2 separate regions of the Mus musculus genome follow, and region 2 is linked to region 1. A link is a contact called in public promoter capture Hi-C data. All regions are on one chromosome and are shown on one strand. Each heading gives the region's core, a stretch centred on a gene start, on an enhancer-like site or on the middle of the called end of the contact. The rest is flanking DNA. Distances are from core to core; before and after follow the strand shown.

The links. Capture Hi-C pulls out chosen DNA fragments and counts their contacts.
Region 2: a contact with region 1 is called in a promoter capture Hi-C map of adipose tissue, with 3 times the contacts expected there. The contact joins the promoter of Kars here to the promoter of Ap1g1 in region 1. A contact is called at or near these places in 1 of 484 Hi-C or Micro-C datasets (CD4 T cells) and 1 of 9 other capture datasets (adipose tissue).

Annotation. Positions count from the first base shown.
Region 1 is chr8:109,775,541-109,781,306 of GRCm38.p6, reverse strand. Ap1g1 (adaptor protein complex AP-1, gamma 1 subunit) reads right to left here and starts at 2,724. Exons shown (of 24, transcript NM_009677.6): 1 at 2,345-2,724.
Region 2 is chr8:112,009,532-112,015,155 of GRCm38.p6, reverse strand. It overlaps Kars (lysyl-tRNA synthetase), which reads left to right and starts at 3,802. Exons shown (of 14, transcript NM_053092.3): 1 at 3,802-3,946. The coding sequence starts at 3,888. Terf2ip (telomeric repeat binding factor 2, interacting protein) reads right to left here and starts at 3,797. Exons shown (of 3, transcript NM_020584.2): 1 at 3,014-3,797. The coding sequence starts at 3,674. It also overlaps the pseudogene Gm6793.

The DNA of each region.
Region 1 (5,766 bases), core at 1,475-3,974:
AATCTTAGCTACTCAAATAAGGTAGGAGGGTCACAAATTAAAGCCAGCCTCAGCAACTGAGCTAAAACCATGTTTAAAAAAAAAAAAAAAAGGCAGGGGGGGGTGGGGAGGGAAGAAGGAAGGAAATAAATGGAAGTTTACTAAACACAAATGTTAACTTCTAGTGCAATTCTCAGCAGCCAAGACAAAGTAGACATTCCTATATGTGCTGATCAGTGGTACACAGAACAGCACTTTGCTAATAATTTGTTTAGCAAAAGGGTACTTTCTCAAGGTAAACTGCAAACCATCTAAGAATGAATGACATTTAAATCCCAGTATGTTAAACCATAACATGAACTGAGTTAAATAACTTTGATAGTTCTTTCAATACTTGTTCAAAAAGTGAACTCAAAAACTGAAAATTTCACCATGCAAGGAGACAGAAGCCCCGAGTTCTTTTTAAAGCAAAAGAAAAGGGAACAACTTTGGAGCAACACACAGAACTCATATCTGACAAGACTAACATAGCTCTGAAGGAACTTCTCAAAACAAATGACAAGAGCACAGACTATCTGCATGAAAACACTGTCCTCCGTGACACTGTATGACCTGTAAGAATTGACCTGTTCTCACAGTTCAAAAGCTTGATAAGAATAAAGCAGCGTCACAGGGCTGGAGAGACAGCTCAACAGTTAAAAGCACTGACTGCTCTTATACAAGACATGGATTCAGTTCCCAGAACCCACACGGCAGCTCACACCTGCCTAGAATTCCATTTCCAGAGGATCCAAAAACCCTCTTGTGACTTCCACTGGAACTGAGTGTGCACATGATACACATATAAATACCGGCAAGACATTCAGATAAAAATATAAATAAATCTTCAAAAATGTTAAATAGAGCATCAATATAAAGTTTACAACTATTGAGAGACTTGACTTGCTTCAAGTTATAAACTTAGGTTTCGAGTCACCTGTGATCTCAAAGAAGTTATTCTCTTTTGCAGATGCAAAAACCTAGGCTGAGATAAAACGGGCTGGGGGGGTGTGATTCAACCACACTCACCTAACTTGAAATGTAGGAAATAACCAGTGAATTATTGTGAAATGTTTTTTATTCACGCATACTGGACTGCAGGAATACTTTAAGAACAGAATTAATGAAGCTATCATTACTTTGAAGATCCACAGGTTTCAAATCAAACGTCTGGCAAATACTCCAGGCAACGGTGGAAATGGATGCTTAAAATCTAACTAGTCTGAGAAAAGTCAACATAAGAAGTCAGCAGCGTTCATTACTATACAAACACCTGAGGGGTGCGGTCACTAAGAGACCATTCAGCTCGCTCTTCTGTTAACTAATCCCTATAGGAACCAAAAAAGTTATCTTCCTTTCTACCTACGTCAGATTATTATTCTCCAAGGGCAGCTTTCCATGCTCAAGCAAATATAACGCTAAAAGAAAAAAATAAATAAAAAGTATCAGTAAGTGCCCCAAAGCTCAGCTTTCAGAACAGAAAGAAATGCAGAAAGTTATTTTCACAGCTCCTTCGCACCCAAAGCCACTTGGCCTGCTTTAAACCCATTTGCTGCGGAAATACACCCTAGGGTGGTTCGACGGCTCTCCGACACCAAGCCCTAACTGGGAAGCAGAACCGACAGTTCCAGGCAATGAGGAAGAGCCTGAGAATTACTAGAAACCGACGTCCGCAGAACCGAGAGTTGGAGAGGAGAGTGAATAGTGCGGTCTCAGGTGAGTTCTTTAAAAGAAAAAGAGAAAGAAGAAGAAGGAAGAAGAAAAAAAAAAAAGCGAAAGTGTTTGGACCAGAAGTTAGTTGGAAGGTTAGAGGGAGGCGAGGCCGATGTCCGGCTTTCAGTGGACGGCACTGCAGGGACCAGGCAGAATTGCCCCTGCGTGGGAAATGCTCAGAGTTCTCAGATCTGACCCGAGTCCCCAACACAAGAACGCTGATACGTGGCTCCGAGAGGACACGCGGGGGTGGGGCCCGGCCCCGCTAAATCCTAAGCTCCCCGAACGGAGCGAGCTTTCAAAGGAGCCTCGCAGCCTGAGAAAGTCAATGGGTTCAAGGAGGCCTGCGGCGGCCAGACCACGCCAAGGGAAGAGGAAAGCGACCGCGCACGACAGCTCCGGCTCTGAAGCTCCCGAGGTCGGCCCTCAGGAAGTCCAAGCAAGCCCGGGGCTCCCGGGTCCCTCCTGACCCAAACCTGGGTCCTCCTCACCCCCCACCCCCCACAGGCTGAGCCCGGACCCCTGGGACTGACAGGAGGTTTCCGGCCAGACGCTCGCGGCTGCGGCAGAGCCCAAGAGCCGACCCGCCCTCGGTGCCGCGAGTGACACTCACCGGCCCGAAACCTCGAAGGAAACCAGCAGCTTCGGGGGCGGCGGCGGCAGTGGCAGCAGGAACCGAACATCCAAAATGGCGGCTCCCTCGGCCTCAGCACCGCGACTGCAGGCGGAGGGATCCCGGGCGAGGAGGGCGCCTCTACCTCACGCCTCGCGCTTCCCCGGGAGACGCCGCTCCCCGGCTCCCTCTCGCCGGCCGCCCCGCGTCCCTCCGACTGCAGCCCGTGCCGTCTCCCACCCCGGATGACCCGAGGACTCGGCCCCCGCCGAGGACTATTTGCCGAGGAGGAGGCGACTGCGCCGGGCAGAGCGACTCAAAGCGTAGCAAGGGTCGGGGCTGTCACTGATGACGCTCGACGCCGCTGCCGAGTCACCGCTGCGAGGAGTCTGAGCTAGCACGCTCCGGCCCGGCCCTGGAGCCGTCGCACTTTGGTTCCGTTCTGGGGGGAGGGGAAAACTGTGCAGCCAGGAAACGGTGGGGGTCACCTGAGGTGGGCGGAGCTCAGCGAGGGAGCTGGGGAAGGCGGAGAGGAGATGCAGGGGAAAGCGCATAGACATGGTGTGACCAGTTTTGTCCGAAAGGATTCCTAAGTGGTCCTCGTTGGCCAGAGGTTTCTGGTCAACATTAGAAACATGCTCCAAGTGGCTTTGGATTCTAGGGTTTTATGGTATCTTCAATTTTTTTTTTTTTTTTTTTTTTTTTTTTTTGCGAAAACAGGTAAAAAGATGAAACCTAAGAATGGATTCCAAGCACAGCACCACCGCCTTGTGCGGCAATCTCACCTACGATCCAGTCCCCTCCTGTGAGGGGAAAAAAGAATCTGGACAAATGTCAGCTAAAACTCTTCCAGAATAGCTTTTCCATCTATGATTGAATGAACTAATGACCTGAAGCAAAGAAAGTCTAACTAGACAGTTCCTGGCGTGATAAATAATTACTAACTTGTGACCCAAGTCTTTTCCATGTGAACCTAGAGATCCTTGATATCTTGGCCCATTTAAAGGAAAGGTGACCTACCTAGAATAAAATCTTTCCGATAGATTGACAACAAAGGTATCCCAGATGTGAATAAAACACAAGACTACACTGAATACCAAAGACCAGGAACTAAGCAAAAATCCTGAGTTTCAAATTTGAGTGTCATAAACAGGAAGTTGCATCTTTTAGACATTCGTTTTTCATGCAAGGATTTCAAAATACAGACGTTGAGCTGAGTAAGTCTAGCCATACAATTTTGACCTTGAATTTCTGGAGCATGCCAAGTGGCTGGAAAGAAAGGATACCAAGGGCACGATCAAATTTATTAAATATTGGTGTCATATTGATCATAAGGTACCATCGTATGTACAACCTAGCCCGCTAAGCAATCTCGTGAGTCAAAGTAAGTAACCAAAGTTTACAAATAATGAGATTTAAGACTTGAGAAAAACTACAACTGTCTCTCACAATGGAGTCTGCCTTAAGATGTCATCTTACACAGAAAATTCACCACACCCCATATACATATTCCAACCCATACCTACCGGTTTATAGAGCAGAATGCTTACGGAATTCAAATCCTCCTACCTTTCTTCGGGGCATCTGTACAGGGCAGCCCTAGGTACACCCTAAGACTAGAAGAACATCATAATGCTAGCACAGTGCAGATTACTTTGAGCCAGGCCTATGCATGAAACATGCCAAATTCACTGTGAAATTTCCGTAAAGGAAATCTTCAAGCAGAGATGCAAGGCAAAGGTAGCCAAGTTTTCCACATGGAAGATTAAAATAGTTTTTATGGGCCAAAATTAAGTGTTTACCATAGCAAACAACAAAAGTTTTATTTTTCTCTTTTCTTCTCCTTCTCCTCCTTCTCCTTCTCCTCCTTCTCCTCCTCCTCCTCCTCCTCCTCCTCCTCCTCCTCCTCCTCCTCCTCCTTCTTCTTCTTCTTCTTCTTCTTCATCCTTTCTCTCCTCCTCTTTTCTCCTCCTCCTCCTCCTCCTCCTCCTCCTCCTCCTCCTCCTCCTCCTCCTCCTCCTCCTCCTCCTCCTTCTTCTTCTTCTTCTTCTTCTTCTTCTTCTTCTTCTTTGTCCTTTCTCTCCTCCTCTTTTCTTCTTCTCCTCCTCCTTCTTCTTTTTGAGACAGGGTTTCTCAGTCTTTCCCTAGAGGTCCAGGAATTCTGTAGCCCAGATTGGCCTCAAATTCACAGCGATCTGCCTGCATCTGCCTCTGCCTCTTAAGTGCTGGGATTAATGAGAAAAAAAAAATGTCTTCTTAAGAAGGACTTGACGAAGCTGTGGTGGCAGCATCTGTAAGCTCAGTTTCTTAGAGGCTGATGCAGAGAGATTGTGAGTTGGAGGATAACCTTGGCTGCATAGTGACTGATCTCACAACATCTCCTCCCTCCAAGAAAAGCTGAACACTCAAAGGAAAAGAGCAACTTAGACCCCTTCTCTGTTGTTCTTATTGTTGTTGTTATCATTTTCTTCACTTACACTTTTCTTTATTTAAATTACTACTCCATAGCCTGATGTGGTGGCATACAACAGAATCCCAGCACTTAGGAGGTAGAGGCAGAATCAGAGTACAAGGTCTTCCTTAGCTATATAGCAAGTTTGAAGCTAACTTCAACTACCTGTGACTCTATCTCAAAAAGATTAAAATTGTAAATATAATCTCACTATCCTAATATGACAGATAGTCAAACAGTATTATTAAATTTAAATTTGAGATGCTGGGGAGATGTTTTGATAGTTTAAAAAGCACTTGCTGTTCTCACAGAAGATCCAAATTCCGATCCCAGCTCTCATGTCAGGCCACTCCAGCTGCTGTACACTGTACCTCACAAAAGTACATGTAGCTTACAATTTACACAAGTATTTCCACAAAGGTTGATTCACTTGTTCAGCATGCACCATGAGCTTGTAAGCCACAAAGATATTATTTAAAAGCTTGGTCTCTGGCACTAGACTGCCTAGGTTTAAAACCTTACCTTAGCTGGAGAGCTAACACAAGAGCATCGGCTAGTCTTGCAAAGGACCCAGGTTTGGTTCCCAGACCCACAAGACAGCTTACAGCTTATCTCTAGCTTTAATTCCAGGGGATCCTGCACCCTCTTCTGGCCTTCACAAGCATTCAACACGTAGTACACATACATACATACATACATACAAACATACATACATACATACATACTACAAGCAAAATACACATGAGATTAAAATAAATCTTTTTTAAAAACCAACCCTGCTTTCCTATCCTTATTGAGTTCCTTTACATCTTTGAACACACCTGCTCCTCAATGTCTGCATCCCTGAAGGAAGCTCATAGGAATATTGGCATCTTTGAGCCAATCTGATAGATGACCTGATACACATAAACCAGTAGCTAGCAGCTAGGTGTAGTGATGCAAGCTTTTCATCGTAGGACTGGCAAAAGCA
Region 2 (5,624 bases), core at 2,553-5,052, 2.2 Mb before region 1:
CCAGGACCCGGGAGCACGACGCAAGGAAGGTTTTGAGTTAAGAGGCTAGTCTGGGGCTCTAAGTGAGTTCTAGGCCAAATGAAATAAATGAGGATGCTCTCGGTCCCATATTGAACTCGAGTTGGAAGAGGCGAGTCCGGTCTCAAAATGGAGGGCCATGATCCAAAGGAACCAGAGCAGCTGAGGAAGCTATTTATTGGTGGTCTGAGCTTTGAAACCACAGATGATAGCTTAAGAGAACATTTTGAGAAATGGGGCACACTTACAGACTGTGTGGTAATGAGAGATCCCCAAACAAAACGTTCCAGAGGCTTTGGTTTTGTGACCTACTCTTGTGTTGAAGAGGTGGATGCTGCAATGTGTGCTCGGCCATACAAGGTTGATGGGCGTGTGGTGGAACCAAAGAGAGCTGTCTCTAGAGAGGATTCTGTAAAGCCTGGTGCCCATTTAACGGTGAAGAAAATTTTTGTTGGTGGTATTAAAGAGGATACGGAAGAATATAACCTGAGAGACTACTTTGAAAAGTATGGCAAGATTGAAACCATAGAGGTTATGGAAGACAGGCAGAGTGGGAAAAAGAGAGGATTTGCTTTTGTAACTTTTGATGATCATGACACAGTTGATAAAATTGTTGTTCAGAAATACCACACTATTAATGGGCATAATTGTGAAGTGAAAAAGGCCCTTTCTAAACAAGAGATGCGGTCTGCTGGATCACAGAGAGATCGTGGAGGTGGATCTGGCAACTTTATGGGTCGTGGAGGAAACTTTGGAGGTGGTGGAGGAAACTTTGGAGGAAGAGGTGGCTATGGTGGTGGAGGTGGTGGCAGCAGAGGTAGTTATGGAGGTGGTGATGGTGGATATAATGGATTTGGAGGTGATGGTGGCAACTATGGTGGTGGTCCTGGTTACAGTAGTAGAGGAGGTTATGGAGGTGGTGGACCAGGATATGGAAACCAGGGTGGTGGATATGGTGGTGGAGGAGGAGGCTATGATGGTTACAATGAAGGAGGAAATTTTGGTGGAGGTAACTATGGTGGTGGTGGAAACTATAATGACTTTGGAAATTATAGTGGACAGCAACAATCAAATTATGGACCCATGAAGGGGGGCAGTTTTGGTGGAAGAAGCTCAGGCAGTCCCTATGGTGGTGGCTATGGATCTGGAGGTGGAAGTGGTGGATATGGTAGCAGAAGGTTTTAAAATAAAACAGAAACGGCTACAGTTCTTAGCAGGAGAGAGAGCGAGGAGTTGTCAGGAAAGCTGCAGGTTACTTTGAGACAGTCGTCCCAAATGCATTAGAGGAACTGTAAAAATCTGCCACAGAAGGAACGATGATCCATAGTCAGAAAAGTTACTGCAGCTTAAACAGGAAACCCTTCTTGTTCAGGACTGTCATAGCCACAGTTTGCAAAAAGTGCAGCTATTGATTAATGCAATGTAGTGTCAATTAGATGTACATTCCTGAGGTCTTTTATCTGTTGTAGCTTTGTCTTTTTCTTTTTCTTTTCATTACATCAGGTATATTGCCCTGTAAATTGTGGTAGTGGTACCAGGAATAAAAATTAAGGAATTTAAAAAAAAAAAAAGAAATAAATGAGGACACGAGGATTTTAAGTATGGTGGAGGTTTATTGTAGATATGAGGGAGAGTGTAGCCAGAGGCATCTGGAAGGGTCCACACTAAACTGGGCCATGAGAGGAGAGGGGGAGGAAAGAAGGGAGAAGAAAAGAGGGAGGAGGGAAGGGGGAGGCAGAGCAAAGAGAATACTCAGGAACCTGGAGAGCAAGAGACTGGCACACTGACAGCGCACTGTAGCTGTCTACAGACACACCAGGAGAGGGCATCAGCTCCCACTAAGGATGGCTGTGAGCTGGGAAGTGAACTCAGACCTCTGGAAGAGCACTCAGTGCTCTTTAAGCATGCTGAACTAGAGAAATAGATTTTACCTCCCCACACACACACACACACACACACACAGCCCAAATGGAGAAAGCATGCCTTAAAGTCAAAAATGTCTGCCATTTAAGCTGTCAATACTGGTTACAGAAAAGGCAGATATCTTAGCCAGGCATGGTGGCTCAGCTGTGTGATTCCAGCACTCTAGAGACTGAGGTAAGAGGATTGCCTAGACTTGGGAGGCCAGCCTGGCTGTCTCAAAAAACAAACTTACAACACGACCTAAGTAAAAAAAGCGACACCTTTGTACTATACACTAATCACAGCCAGATCTTAACCTCAAGTGCTTAGAAATTCACCTCACCTAAGAAGACCACAAAGCAACTTTCCTCTTTATATAGAAGTACATTCAGTTAAGCCAAAATACGGAAAGTAAACTGACCTGCCATGCCATTCACATAGTTTATATTGAGTAAGACCAGAATATAGGCAATATCTTAAAATGAACGGCCAGGGGCCTTTTCTCAAATAAAAAAGATGGAGGATGAGAAGAAGAGGAGGAGGAGGAGGAGGAGGCGCAAGAAGAGGTGGAGGAAAAGGAGAAAAGGAGAGGAGGAAGGAAGGAAGGAAAAAGGGGGAAGGGAAAATATCTTTGAAATTTCTGAAAACAGAAACAGGTTACCCTGTTACCTCCTGGGTATGGTGGGTAGGAAGGGTAGAAGATTTCCATATATACTGTACTGTGTTCCTTTTGAACACAGAGCCGTTTTTGTAAACTAGTTACTGTTCCGTAGTCTCAGTCACTCCGAAGGCAGGAGAATATTTCAGGCATAGAGTTTGGGGACAGCCTGGGCGACACAGCGAAGAGACTCAAGTTCCCCGCCCTCCCAAACCCAAATCCATCAACGAACAAACATCCAGTCAACGGGAAGGAAAAGTTAAATGAAAAGACAAATTAAAACCAGAAAACAAGGGATAAGAGGAAACGGTGCACTTTCGCTTCGGACCTCAACAGAGAAGAGGGGCTGAGCTATGCCACCCACGGCGCCCAAAAAGACGCTCGCTGACAGGCAGGCAGCCCCGCCCCCCGGAGCCCCGAAGGTGCCGGCCTCACCTCCGCTATCCGCGGCCTCGGGGTCCTGCTCCGCCTTCCGTTTGAGCTTCTGGGAGGACGGGCTGACCGGGGCGTTCCCGAGCAGGTACTTGTGCTCCTGACCCCGTAGGTGCTTGAGGTAGCGGTCCTTGAGCGACTGCCAGGAGTGCTGCGTGAGCGAGCTCTTCTCCATCGCTTTCCACAAGGCATTGCCTGTGACCGAGCTGGGCGAACGGGCGTTCTCCTTCACGTAGGTCAGGATGGCCACATCTTCCGCGTCGGTGTAGGCGATGCGCCCGGTCAGGGGCTGCGGCTCCGGTTCCGTGGAGCCCTCGGTGGAAGCCCCGGGCTTCGGATCGGACGCCTGCTCCGTCAGGCCCAGCCGATAGGCCTCCAGGTCCAGCTTCTCGTTGCGATCCACGCAGTCTAGGATGTACTGCGTGGAGATGAAGTCGCCCGAAGCCTCGGCCAGCGCCTCCCCGGGCTGGGCGAGAAGCACGGCTCCGGGTTCCTGCACCCGACACACGGTGCCGCCGCCGTGCAGGATGAGCGTCGACAGCCGGCGCTTGGCCGAGCTGGGCCGCACGTAAAACGACATGGCGCTGCCGTCTTCTCTCACGAACAGAGTGGAGGAGTGAGTGGGCCCATTGGGGTCTTTACCCAGATCCATCGCCTCCGCCATACCTGTCGCCCCGCTGTACAAGTAAAGCGCAGAAACGACACCACTAAGACGGACTCTCCGCCGGAGGAGCCCAGCACTGCGCCTGCGCAGCGAGAGTCCGGCCGAGGGCCCGCCCTCTTTCCCGGAAGAGGCAGGACTTAGAGCCACGACCTGGAAGTTCTAGTTCTACGCTAGTCATAATTTTTTTTTTTCTGGGTCGGGCCAGTGGGGAAGATGGCCACGCTGCAGGAGAGTGAAGTCAAAGTGGATGGCGAGCAGAAACTAAGCAAGAAGTAAGTGTCGTTGAAGATCTCTAAGTGTCTCTTGTTGCAGTGTTCCGATGGGAAGTGCCTGGAGTTTTCCCGCCAAGGCGACTGTGCCTGGGGTCCCTCTTGTCTTTTCCGGTGGGTGAGCACATGCTGGGACAGAGATGCAGTGCCGTAGAACCTACAGCCTCCAGGATGCCCCAGGAGGATCAACTGCGTGGCTGATGGGTTCCCTGGTCCTAGCCGTAGGGACGAGCATACCTAGGGAAAGCCAGCACAGAAACCGGGAATGGTAGCAAAGAAAAGTGAAACTAACTTTTCCCTACCTTCTAAGAAATGCTCTTTTAATTGAACCACTCCCCCAACGGATAGACTGGAAAATGGTTAAATATCTTTGTTCTTAAAAGAAGAACCTTTACATTATCCTTGGCCTATCCAAGGTTATTCTGCACCTTGGGTGTTAAAAGGGGGTACGTTCTGAAACAATAGTGTACCTACCCATATGTGTCACTCAAAGGATCTGTGACACGGGAGCAAGTGGCCTTATTTAGCGGGATACACCAGGCTCCCTTTGCACTGCTGGGGGTATCTTTGTAAAACACTCCAAATCCCAGAATTGAGTAGGCAGATAAGATTACCCTCCCTTTAACTGGTTGCTTTTAGGACTACACTCTAGTCCACTTGACCCACAGAACACTAGCAATGACTTGAATGTCTTCTTAGTGCCTGGAACTACATAGTACCCTCCAAAGCTGTAGGAAATAACTAGTTTAAGCTGTCACATACCATGGCTGCTTTCGTTAGTACCCTAGCAATAAATAAATCCCCTTATTGATCCCCGAGGGAAATACCAGAAACCTTCTAGATAATAACTGGGTTTCCTTTTTATGGCTGTGTTTCTGCTTTGTGTGGTTTAGAAGGATTTTAAAGAAAATGTTTAAATTTATGGGTTGCAGGCTCCCTGGTTGGTTGTCCTTTGTGTGAGCAGTTTAGTGGATTCCTTAGCGGAGGATGGGTGAGTTTATTAAATCAGTAGTTGGAATTTTGAGTCACAAGCGAAAGAAAGTACCTCAGTTTTCAGGTAATTTAAGGAAGCCTTACTGCTGCTTTCAAGTCACTTTTCTTTCTTTCTTTTCTTTTTTTTTTTGGTTTTTCGAGACAGGATTTCTCTGTGTAGCCCTGGCGCCCTGGCTGTCCTGGAACTCACTTTGTAGACCAGGCTGGCCTCGAGCTCAGAAATCTGCCTGCCTCTGCCTCCCTAGTGCTGGGATCAAAGGTGTGCACCACCACACCCAGCCCTCAAGTTACTTTTCTTAAATATACCTTTGACTTTAATTTACCCGTTAAACACCACGCTGGCACTATACAAACTTTGTCTAATCTCAGTAGTAATCTTGCAAGAGAAATGTTCATGCCCACATTTCCAAGTCAGAAACTACGGCCCTGGGTTTATGAGAAAATGGGAGTTCCCAGCGGTTGTGGGTGTGGCTTAATGGCTGCTTCCATGCACAAGGCTCTTGATTTCCGGGGTACTGCTAATGAAAATATATGTTCCTCGTGTGCTTCCTAGCATTGCTCTGAAGCACTGGGACAGATATCTGAAGGGAAGTCTATACCAAATCTGTGATCCTCGGTTGCCTAATGAAATCAGGTAGTTTTGTTTGTTTTTTGTTTTTATAAGACAGGGTTTCCCTGTGTAGAACTC